3 separate regions of the Mus musculus genome follow, and regions 1 and 2 are each linked to region 3. Evidence: chromatin contacts called from public HiChIP or PLAC-seq and promoter capture Hi-C data. All regions are on one chromosome and are shown on one strand. The core of a region is the stretch at or near the end of the contact, and the rest is flanking DNA. Distances in the headings are between cores, read along the strand shown. Region 1 holds the start of Olig2 (oligodendrocyte transcription factor 2). Region 2 holds the start of Olig1 (oligodendrocyte transcription factor 1). Region 3 holds the start of Sim2 (single-minded family bHLH transcription factor 2).

Region 1 (3,674 bases), core at 31-2,530, 2.9 Mb after region 3:
GCACCGACGGCCCGTGCGCGTAAGGCATGACCTCCCGCAGGCCGTCCATGGCGATGTTGAGGTCGTGCATGCGCTTGCGTTCGCGGCTGTTGATCTTCAGGCGCAGCTGCTGCAGCTCGGGCTCAGTCATCTGCTTCTTGTCTTTCTTGGTGGAAGACGTGGCCGCCGAGGACGTGGACGAGGAGGTGCTGGAGGAAGATGACTTGAAGCCACCGCCGCCCAGTTTGTCCCCGGGATGCGCGCCTGACGCGCCCATGGCCCCTCGTAGCTCGGAGCTCAGCTCTGGCGGGCAGTCGCTCGGCGTGGACGAGGACACAGTCCCTCCTGTGAAGCCGCTGCTGCTTCCCCCCTTGCTCCGGGCGGGCAGAAAAAGATCATCGGGTTCTGGGGACGATGGGCGACTAGACACCAGGCTGGCGTCCGAGTCCATGGCCCCAGGGATGATCTAAGCTCTCGAATGATCCTTCTTTTTTCAACCTTCCGAACTTGAGGAGAGAACCAGACAGATACACAGACACAGACACACACATACACAGAGACAGACAGACAGACACACAGGGTGTGGAGAAAGAAGTGAGACAATCGCCGTCCCCGCCTGCACGGCAGCTCCAGGAACCCGCAAAGGTGGTTGGCATCTACGCCGCGGCAGTCTGGCCTTCTAGCAGCCCGGGGCATGCAAGTTATCCTAATCTCTCTCCTCCCCACTCATCCACCGGTTACTTTATTTCAGGGACTTCTGGGTGGCCCTCAATGAGGGACATTCTAGAGGTTTTATTTCTTCAGTCCGGCCTGGAATAAATGAGGACTTTTCTCTGGACCGGAGATCTGAATAGAGAAGTATTTTCTATCTGGTGCTCAGACGCATCTGCCTTTAACGCCATCTACACACGCAGCAAACGCCGGCAAGCGTGAACACACGCACTGGCAGCCCGCATTGGATTCACTTTCTAAGCGCTGGTTCTACGACCGCGCGGCTAGCTTGCGGACTCGCAACAGGAGTTATTGGAGCCTGGGATGCTGCGGTGAGTGTAGACACCCAGGCAGTCATTAGTACCTATTGGGGCGGGATCTCGGCCAGTAGGCCAGCACTGTAGGGTGCATCCTAAATCCTAGCCACTTTGGAGAAGTCGGTCTTCGGGGTTTAGGCTGGAGCAGTTAAGGGGCGGGGACACTTACTGTGAATTAGATTTGAGGTGCTCGCTGCGGAGGAGAACCTGGCTCTGGGCGCTGGTGTTGGCTCGGTCTGTAATAAGCATCCACACCTTTCGGGGTTCCGCTGGTTTTTATAGCTGGGTGGAGGCAGCAGCGACGGCGGTGGCGGTGGTCCGGGCGGGGGGCGGGAACAATGTGCTTTTCCTGGAGGGGCAGAGGCGCCAATGAGCTGGGCCGGCCCGAGGGGCTGCGAAGCTGATGTCACCCGGCTAATTCCGCTCAATGAAACCCGCCGGGCCCGGCACACGCCTCCTCTCAGCACACAGCCAATGGGCGCCCGCGGTAGAGAGATTCGCGAGGAGGGATGGGAGGAGGGACCTGGGCAGGGAGAGGAAAGGGCGAGCTGAAGAAGCGGGTGGGCTAGCGGGGCTGCTAAAGAAGTCTGGGGACCCTGGCAGAGAGGGAACGCCTGCAACTTTCAATATAAATATTGTCACTGTAGCGTCAGGCCAGGGTACGGAGTGAGACGGGGAATCTGCAAACTCGTCCGATGGCCAACCAGTTCTATGGCTGAGAATGAACACCGAGGTTGCTTGCCACACCTGGAGTTTTTGCTAGCCCTCCCGCCTCCTCCTGTTTCCCGCTGCCGACCTATCGAGTGATTTTCATCAAACTGTGACCATTTGTGGTTGCATAAGAAAACACTAGCGGCGCAGAAGGCCCCCACTCCCTTAGCTCCTTTCTACTTAGTGGCAGTTGCTGCAGCTTTGGGGACAGGCGGTAGCGCCCCCAGGTGGGGGCATGGCCTTGGAGAGCACGGGGCGGGCAAGGAAGCAGAGAAAGGTTCTTAGCACTCTGGGAAGAAATCGCAATTCATTATAAAGTTTAGATTGTGTAGAAGCTCCGGAGAGCTATTTTCAATACAGTCAAAGCGCCAACGCATCGATGGTTAACGACTTCCACCTCATTCATTTTCAGGGAAACCCAGCCACTGAACTTCCAACATCTTGGTGCCCAAGCCTTGGAGTAGAGGCAACATTATTTGCAAAGAATTATCGGAGGCTCTCCGCTGTGGATGGGAGTTGATACTTGAAACACACTCCTAGCTGCCTTGGGACGTCTTTTATAGGTAGCAGCCTCTCTCTCTCTCTCTCTCTCTCTCTCTCTCTCTCTCTCTCTCTCACACACACACACACACACACACACACACACACACACATACAAAGCTGAGAAACTGGATCTGGGTGAATTGCCTGGGGAAGTCTAGAGATAACTATACACTCACCCATTTTATGGAAGTGAAAACCTAGGAATTGATTTCAGCAAGCCTCCAGGAGAAAATACGGCCAGGCCCATACAGGTGACCCTGCCTACCGTGGATGGATGCGAGCAATTGGCAGTGCCCAAGCATGGGGGCAGTAGGTTGTATCCCCACCCCCAACTGTTTCTCACATCCGGACATTTCCAGCTCAAATGCGTTTTGTTTGTTTGTTGGGATATTTATTTTTTACAGATCTCGGGTGCTACCTCTCCTCCACCCCCCAAACATAAGCGCCAATTCCTTCTCACGGAGTTTTAACGGTCTTTTCTCGTTACTTCTCATTGCTTGGTATTTGAATTCGCATATGTAGTTTTAACAAGCAAGCAGACAAACAGTAATTGGTCTTCTTGTAGCAAAGTCAGAACAGGCATGAAAACTCAGGCGATTGCTCCTCATTTCGTGCTAAGTTCTCCCCCGCCCCCCCCCCTGGGGTCCACCCTCGAGTGTCAGTGGGCTGGCGCGTTTGCCCCTCATCTCGTGCCTTCTGAAGCATTGTTTTCCGACCCGCGTGTTTCCCAGCTGGCTCTGCAGCCATCCGTTAAATATGTATTTAAAACATGAAGAATTGAAGCGTGGTGATAATGTCGCCCAACGGTTATGAGGATGACCCATAACCGTTCAATTAGCAGAATCTGTCACACGGGGCTTGTGGTGGGGATTAGGAGCTTGGGCATGTGAGGACCACTCTTGGGCCTTCGTTGGCAAACCGCAGAGAGGGCGTACGTGGGGGTGAGCTCTGTGGGGCCACCAGCTGGGATGTGGATCTCCAAAGTCCCTAACAAACCTCAGGCGGTACAATATGCGGGAGATAGGTTGCAGCCACCCAGGCTAGTGTGACTGCCCGGAGCATCCGAGCGCCCAGGTTCCTTCTTTTGTTGCGTTCTACTGGTTTGTCTCTTCTGCGTCCGGAAGTCTGCGGGAGAACTGCCTGACATTCTGTACACTTGGTCCAGTAGCTGGAGTTGGAGACCCGGACGAAAGTTGGGGAAACCTTTCTACAGCGGCGAGCCTGGAAAAGGAGCCGGAAGGCAAGAGCGCAGCGCTAGCTGGCTCTGCGTCCCCCACCCCCACCCCCAGCCTTTCCACTTCCCCTAGCCCTGTGGCTAGCGTAGCAGCCTGGTTAGCTAACTAGCTTGTCCCAGCAGTTCCAGGCATCTGGTGGTCCTCACTCTCTAAGTCGGAAGCTTTGACGGGCAGCTCC
Region 2 (3,786 bases), core at 123-2,622, 2.8 Mb after region 3:
AGGACGCCCCTCTGGGTAGACACTGTTGGGGAGCAGCTCTTAGGCCAGGGAGCGGAAGCATGCCAGGAAACCAAGCTGGGGGCAGCCTTTCGCTGCACCCAGGGCAACCCCCTTATACCGCACCGGCCGGCTACCGTCCTCCCCGACTCCGCGATGCTCACGGATACGAGAATAGCCCGCGGTGGTGGGGGTTGTCACCCCTGCCAGTGGGTGAGTTGTGGTGGGGATGCGAAGACTTCTGGCTCTAAACAGGTGGGATTCATCTAGAATCCCAAGCAACTACATCGCTCCTTGGAACACCCGCTTGGGTTATTTTAATTGCCAGGGAGTGGGGGCGGGGAAGAAGGCGCCCTACAGTCTGTCGTCTGGGAGAGAAGTCTGGAAATGTCCTCCTTTCTGGGGCCAGCTCTGCCTAGATCCAGGACGCGGGGGCGCGGGAAGATTGGCTGAGGTCGCGCTCCGCCCCGGGCCCAGCCAGCCCTCACTTGGAGAACTGGGCCTGCACCGCTGCCAAGCCCAGGCCGGCGGGGACCAGATGCGGGAACTTGCACACCGCACAGGAGCAGAGGCCAGGGCTACCCGCGCCACCAGCTGGGAGAGAGAACTGGCCGCACGGTGGCTCGTCGAGCGCTAGAGACAGGTACTTGGTGGGGCGCAGCGTTTCGGGGGGTCCCACGGCACCGGGTGCCAGCAGCACAGAGCCCGGCGCGGCAGCCAGAAGAGGCAGGCCAGCGAGGAGCAGGCGCGGGGCGGCGGGTCCCGCACCGTCGCCGAGCGCGCGGCGCAGCTCCTGCAGCGAGCTACCCAGCAGCAGGATGTAGTTGCGGGCGAGCAGCAGCGTGGCAATCTTGGAGAGCTTGCGGCCCGGCGCGCCCTGGCAGTGCGCTGCCGAGTAGGGTAGGATAACTTCGCGCAGCGCGTCCATGGCCAAGTTCAGGTCCTGCATGCGCTTCCGCTCGCGGCTGTTGATCTTGCGCCGCAGCTGCTGCTGCTGCTGTTCCTCTTTGGCGTCGGCCCGGGCGCCCCCGGACTCTGGCGCAGGTCCCCGAGGTTCAGCGAGCGGAGCTTCGGCCTTCTCGCGCGCAGGCTTGGGGAGAAGGGATGCGGTGGAAGAGGATGAGGATGAGGATGAGGAGATAGGTGGCTGCCTGTAACCCACCAGCTCATACAGCGAGGCCCCGAGCTGCACGTCTCCAGGCCGCTGTGGCCGCAACATGGTCGCGGGAGCCGCGTTCACACGCGCCTGGGAAATCGCATAGTACATCTGGGGCGGGGGCTGTGGGGCGACCCGGGGCGCCCTTCACTAACGCCCAGGGGTGGGCCGGTCGGCAGATCGCCCTCCCCGCGGACCTGCGTGCCGGCGGATGACAGTGAGGGGCCGTGCGCGCCTGACACCTTTAAACCCGGCTTGGGAACCTGCGAGGACCGCGGTTGGCGGGGTGCAGCCAATGGAGGCGTGAGCTTGGCCACAGGCGAGTGTTCATTGGTCGCCTGAGCAGAGGTACAGCCAGAGTTGCCAGAGAGGGTTATCGTGGGGCGCCTGCGCGGGTGCCACAGCGCCCGCCCTGGGAGGGCAAGGGAGGGAGCTTTAGGGCAAAACATTGTTCCTTCCGAATTCTAGTTCAGCTGGTCAGGCTAAAATGGCTTTTGCCTCCCTTTATCTCTCGAGCTCTATTGCCATCCCTTTTTATAGTTACATTTGTCCTTGTAAAATGTGATCAGCCAGTAATCCCATCGCTGGGAACTACTGAAGCAGGAAGGAGAGGAGGCCAATCTGGGCTCCAAAGTGAGAGGTTGGCTGTTATAAAAATGCAGTCTAATATTCATAACATGAAACGTAACCATCCCAGAGTGCGCAGTTCAGTCGTTAAAACGCCTGACTGTTGACACGATTTTGCAACAGATGGCCAGGACTTGTTTGCTTTTTGCAAAACTTAAACCCTTAAACCATCAAAACAGCAACTCTAACTCTTGGTAAGCATTAAAGAGAAAACCCCCTCTGCTTGTCTTAGTTCTCACTGCTGTGATAAGCACTGGAACCAAAAGAAACTGAGGGGGGGGAGTTCCCTTGGCTGACACCTGCCAATCACAGCTCCTCACTGTGGAAAGTTAGCTCAGGAACTCAGGAAGTTAGCAGGCACAGAGGCAAGAACCAAGAGTAGCCAACTGAGGGGAGCTCTAACCTGCTTCCTTCTGCAGGCGCAGGATCGCAGGATCGGGTTACCTTTCTTATAGAGCACAGGCCCACCTGCTGGGAATGGTGCCAGCTCGCAGTGCGCTGGGCCCTCCCACATCAATTATTAATAAAGAAAATGCATCAGCGAGGAGTCCACCAGGCTGATCTGGTGACGTCAGTGTTCTCATTTGAGGTTCCCTCTTTTCAGGTATATCCAGTTGACAAACAACCACTTCTCCACCTTGGTAAATATCACCCCGGGTGGGGTGTGTCTGCGTGACTTTGTTTTCTCTGGGAATCCCATATAGGCAGTCAGTCGTATTTGTCTCCCATATACACAGTCGTATTTGTCTTTTAGTGGCTCATTGTTCATTTTGGTGACTTAGCATGTGTTCAGGCTTCATCCATGTCAGATATAGCGCGCATCTCGATTCTTCTCCTCCTGTATCCAAGGTCGGGCCCCACTCCGTGTTTATTAAAAGATAACTTTAAACTTAAGATCCTCCTTGTCTCTGCCTCCCGGATCCTGGGAATACAAGCACTCACTCACCGTGCCCAGTTTATGCACTGGTGTGGATCTGAAGCCAGGGTTTTGTGCACACAGGGCAAGCACCCTACCCACAGAGCCACGCAGTCCCAGCCTGAATTCTTCCTGCTGAAAAAGCCAAATAGCTCACTACACTTCCCAGGGACGTCTTACATTTCCTGTAACCACCGCCTTTATCTGAGCTCACAGAGGGTGGCTTCAACCTCAGGGCTATTAGGACAATGCTCCTATGTGTGTGTCTACCTGACCAGGGCGTAGGATGGTTACTTTCCGTTACTTTCACCCCAGCTCTCTGATCCACAGGTCTACAAGGATGAAGGAGTCTTTGGGGTTACAAAACATCTCATCCTTCCCCAAAGGGATGTGAGCTGTTTTTATCAGTGACTTGACTCTTCCTTAAGCAAACCCCACTCTGGCCTCTGATCAGAAAGAACATAACACCCGACATTCCTACCTGTTGAGGGGGGTACCAAATATTTCTCGAGCACAATGGGATTCCTTGTGGAAGCTGGCATCCCTGCACACAAGTGGGGCATACACCTGCAGCTTGTCAGAGTCCTGAACTGTCCCTCAGGAAGAGTTGTACGGTATCTAAAAACCCACTGACCAATAAGTGGCATCAGGCCGTTATGTCACTGTGAATTAGATAATAAAATGAGGGTCAGAATAAAATGCATCTCCAGTTGTACACTCGTTGCTTCAGGTGCACAACAGTGATTGTTGTTACCTGCAGAACAGCAGATGTGGGTCCTCCTCCCACGGCAGAAAGGTCAGATCTAGCTCCTAGCAGAAGATGCACTTCGCCCTGGATACTTTTTATGGAAGACAAGAAGGAGTGCCTGCCGTAAGAACTGCCGTTTGCTATGAACACACTTGCTGACTTCAAGACGGCCATGTTCTTTCACCAACATCGGTCCTCCAACCTCCAAGTGAACTTGTAACATCCTGCGTTGGTGCAGACTCAACACAGCTTTCCTCTTTGCCTGGGATACTCCCCAGCTCTCCTCTGTCAACATACTTGACCAAACACTGGCAGTATTGCTCCAGCCTGGATTGTCTTATG
Region 3 (3,773 bases), core at 147-2,646:
AGAAAAAGAGAGAAATGGAGGAGGGGGGAGCAAAAGCAGAGGCGAGAGAGAAGTAAGGAGAAGGGAAAAAATTATAATGGAGAGAGAGCAGGAGGAGGAGGAGAAGAAAGAAGAAGAAGAAGAAGAAGAAGGAGAAGGAGAAGGAGAAGGAGAAGGAGAAGGAGAAGGAGAAGAAGAAGAAGAAGAAGAAGAAGAAGAAGAAGAAGAAGAAGAAGGAGAGATAGAGAGAGAGAAAGAAAGAGAAAGAGGGAGAGAGAGAGAGAGAGAGAGAGAGAGAGAGAGAGAGAGAGAGAGAGAGAGAAGACCAGCATGGACTGGTATGGAAGGAAGGAAAGAAAGAGAAGCCAGTGAAAGGAGAGGAGGAGAGGGCCAGGAAAGAAAGGAAAGGGGGAAAGAACAACCGGAACGAACTAGCCTGCCTGTGTCAGCTTGGCAAACACTAACCCAGGAATAACGCTTGGTTTTCCCGACTCTGCCCAGAGCTTATACGTGATTGGATTGTCCCTCAGCCTTAGCTTAGGCCTGGGCCGAAGCCCCGGCGCGGCCTCCCCAGACGCGGCCACGGTAGCCAGGAGGCCGCGCGGGCTTCTCCGCGCACGGAAGCCTCCTTTCTGCAGCCGGCCGCTCAGCTCCCCCGCGCCTCGGACGCCCACCTGCAGCCTCACCTTCCGGGAAGACCGCGCGCATCTTCAGGTAGCTGGTGGTGAGTCGGATGATGGACGCTTTGTCCAGCTGCGAGGTGATGGCCGAAGGCAGCGGGAGCAGCTTGGCCAGCTCGTAAAACTCGCCATTTTCCTTCTCCCTCCTGGTTTTGGCCGCATTTTTGGACTTCTCCTTCATCGCGCCTCGGCTCTGGGCATATTAGACCTCGCTGCGCTCCAGGCCCGCGGAGTCCCGCTTGGGCTGCGGCAGCCGGAATGGGGACAGGGACGCCAGGGGTCAGGTGAGTCGGGGTGCCGGGCTCGGGCAGGTGCGGGAGACCGGCCTGGAGCACCCAACGTCTTCTGCAAGGCGCCAGCCCTGAGTCCGTCGCAAACCAGCTGCGCAGCCCCCCTCTCTGTCTGAGGCTGGAGGCTGGACCGTCCCGTGTGGACCTGATCCCAGCTCGCTCTTCCTTCTGGTCTCCAGTATCTCCCGCCTCGACCTTCCTGGGGCTGTGGTTGGCGGGCGAGCAGGCGCCGACCCTGTTTAGTCCTTAAAGGAGGGCTTGTACCCGCTGCCGCGAGGGCCCTCGGAAGGCAAGGGCGGCAGCGGCGGCGGCCGCCGCGGAGCCATGGGGCGGGAGCGGAGCGAGGTGGCAGTGGCCAGTGCCAAGCCTGAGCTCGGTGCGCTTTCCTGCCCTCCCCGGCGGTTCCGGCTTCCTTAGTCCGGTCGTCCGGAGCCCGCGATCGGTGGCGGGGCGCAGTTGCTCCGCGGTCCACGTGTGACCGAGCTGCGTTTGTTTATGGCAGACCCGCCTTCGGGCGGAGACTGGGCTGCGCGGGACCGCGGGAGGGGGGAGGGGAGGGGCCGTGGCGGGGGCGGTGAGCCTCGCCTCCGACCCCCGCCGCGGCCCGTGAGTCGCCGGCGCGCCTCCGCGTCGCCACCTCCAGGGACTGTCCCCACGAGAGACCGGCGCGCTCCCGGGGTAAGGTAAGCCGTGGTGAGTGCACGAGAAGCGTCGCGCCTACCCGCTCCGAGGTTGAGTGTCAGGGCCTGGGATCGAGGATGAGCGGCCGACGCGGTAAAGAAGGAAGGAGGGAGGGCTGCAGTGCTGGTTTCCACGGAGGCTCCGGGCAGGTCACCCGCGGGCGCGGCCCAGAAAAGGCGGCGCTAACAGCTGGCTAAGTGCCCGGCGACGGGGTGGCAATCCTGGTCTCACACTTGCACCTTCCTTGGGTGGCCGATCCGCGAGTCTAAAGGGGTGGCCCGAGGAAAAATTACTCCTTTCCCCTCCACTCATCCACACGCACGCGTGCACGACGCCTTCCAGGAGAGAGAGAGAGAGAGAGGGAGAGAGAGAGAGAGAGAGAGAGAGAGAGAGAGAGAGAGAGAGAGAGAGAGAGAACACGGGGTGGGCCAGAGGGCACGCGGGAGCGCTGAACCCAAGGGGCGCTAGCGGCAACAGGGCAATCGACTTTGGGCCAAAGCTTCAGGTCGACAATAATAGAGCCTTGGTAACCGGGAACGCTGATGCGACCCTCAGAAGTGGAGCAGAGGTAGCTGGCGAAGGGAGATTCAGTCACTGAGTGCAAGCATTCTCCCACTGCGCCACACTAGGTTAAATAATCTTGTGTCTTCCCTGCTGCTGAGGCCCGGATAGATGCCGGCACTACAGTCCCCTCGGGCGCTCAGGCGGTCGCGGTCGCCCGAACCCATCCACACTCCTCTTTGGAGCCTAAATCTTCCGACGCGGGTCAGATGCCATTTCCCAGGCGTCTTGGATCCCAGACAGAGACGCAGAGAGGTCTCAGCGCAGTTCTTTTTGTCGTCGTGGACCCCGTGGCTCGCTTGGTGGCTGTAAAGTTATAGGATGCAGAGAGTCTGACCTTGGAAACCCAGTGCCCGACACGGGATTTCCATATCCTGGCCACTGCTCCATTCCTCTCCCTCCAGTCCTCTTCCAAGCCCGAGAAAAGCTTGCAGGCCGACCAGCTCCTGGTCCTGCAGACTTCCCCACCCGCGCCGGGGGAGCTGGGCCTCCTAACCACTCGCGTGAAGCAGATTCTTCTGTCTTTTCTGGGTCCCCATTTGAAAACCCGAAGTTCGAAGGCCTTCGAGGAGTTGTAGACTGTCGTGGGGCTTCGGGCGGTTCACAAACCCCGGCCCTTCGCGCCTTAATTAAAAAAAAAAAAAAAAAAAAAAAACAAAACGGAAAAAACCGGTGCGCCAGGTGGCGTGAAGTCGCACCAGGCGGGAGCACGGAGGTGCTCACGCTTCGCGCTTGAGTTTGGAGCTCAAGTTTGGAGTTTGCTTTGAGTTTGGAGCTGGGTTCTGCGCTTGCAGGATTTTCTGGGTCCTGCAGTAGTACGGTGCACGTGTACGGAGCACGTTTGCCGGTGGTGCGGGTACCCAATGCCCAGACCTGCAGCCCTTGTCGGGAGTTCGGTGGGGCACTGTGCCTTTAGCCGCTCCGGGCAAGTAAGGGCTGCGGAGCCACCCTGCTACGGCGGACCCACTCTGGCGCCGCTTCGCAGACCTCCGAGGAATGAGCCCTGCACTCTGCAGATACATAGGGTTTAACGCTTCTCCCACGCCCCAGATTCCCGACCCTCAATTATGGACTCCCGAGAATTCCTCCCCGGCTTGAAAGGGATTACCCAGATCATAGAAACATGGCTAAGTGGAGGTGAGAGAAACCCGGCAAGCAACAAGAATTGAAACTTCTCAACGAATTTCCCAGTTTGTAACAGGAAAGCGCATCTGAACTCTTGCGACTGGATTTTCGCAGTGGAGGCCGTTTTGACTTTAGGGAGGAGATGGCAAACGCTATTGAAGTGGGTATGGGGTAGCTCCAGGCCCAGCAGACAGGCTCCACATAAGTCCTTCTCCAAACATCAAACATTGGTTAACACCACACTTCCCCAGAACTAGGGTCCCCAGCGCCACCGTCTAAAGTCCAAGTCTCTGGGCGGGTATCTCAGTACTAGAGGATTTGCAGCTAGGAAGGAGTTTAAGTCTATGTGGAATAATGAAGATGGGTCCCTGTAGTCGGGAGTTGGAGCATGGGGTTTTCAGGGCAAGGCTCCAGACATCCAGTCTATTATTGCGAGACAGAATTAATTCAGCAGCTC

What was found. Promoter capture Hi-C pulls out the DNA fragments that hold promoters and counts their contacts. HiChIP or PLAC-seq counts read pairs in DNA pulled down with a chosen protein or histone mark.
Region 1: an H3K4me3 HiChIP or PLAC-seq map of embryonic stem cells shows a contact between it and region 3, with 26 times the contacts expected there. The contact joins the promoter of Olig2 here to the promoter of Sim2 in region 3. A contact is called at or near these places in 7 of 39 promoter capture datasets (cranial neural crest, embryonic stem cells, frontonasal cranial neural crest and 3 more), 20 of 484 Hi-C or Micro-C datasets (B cells, cerebellum, cerebral cortex and 6 more), 8 of 115 datasets of contacts at active chromatin or transcription factors (embryonic forebrain, embryonic hindbrain, embryonic midbrain and 2 more) and 1 of 9 other capture datasets (liver).
Region 2: a promoter capture Hi-C map of embryonic stem cells shows a contact between it and region 3, with 7 read pairs. The contact joins the promoter of Olig1 here to the promoter of Sim2 in region 3. A contact is called at or near these places in 6 of 39 promoter capture datasets (cranial neural crest, embryonic stem cells, hippocampal neurons and 2 more) and 1 of 115 datasets of contacts at active chromatin or transcription factors (embryonic stem cells).

Annotation. Positions count from the first base shown.
Region 1 is chr16:91,223,156-91,226,829 of GRCm38.p6, reverse strand. It overlaps Olig2 (oligodendrocyte transcription factor 2), which reads right to left and starts at 1,280. Exons shown (of 2, transcript NM_016967.2): 1 at 1,177-1,280; 2 at 1-485. The coding sequence starts at 430.
Region 2 is chr16:91,267,355-91,271,140 of GRCm38.p6, reverse strand. It overlaps Olig1 (oligodendrocyte transcription factor 1), which reads right to left and starts at 1,372. Exons shown (of 1, transcript NM_016968.4): 1 at 1-1,372. The coding sequence starts at 1,264. The coding sequence ends at 482.
Region 3 is chr16:94,082,883-94,086,655 of GRCm38.p6, reverse strand. It overlaps Sim2 (single-minded family bHLH transcription factor 2), which reads right to left and starts at 1,396. Exons shown (of 11, transcript NM_011377.2): 1 at 666-1,396. The coding sequence starts at 840. It overlaps Gm31175 (a long non-coding RNA gene), which reads left to right and starts at 1,512. Exons shown (of 6, transcript XR_876272.2): 1 at 1,512-1,632.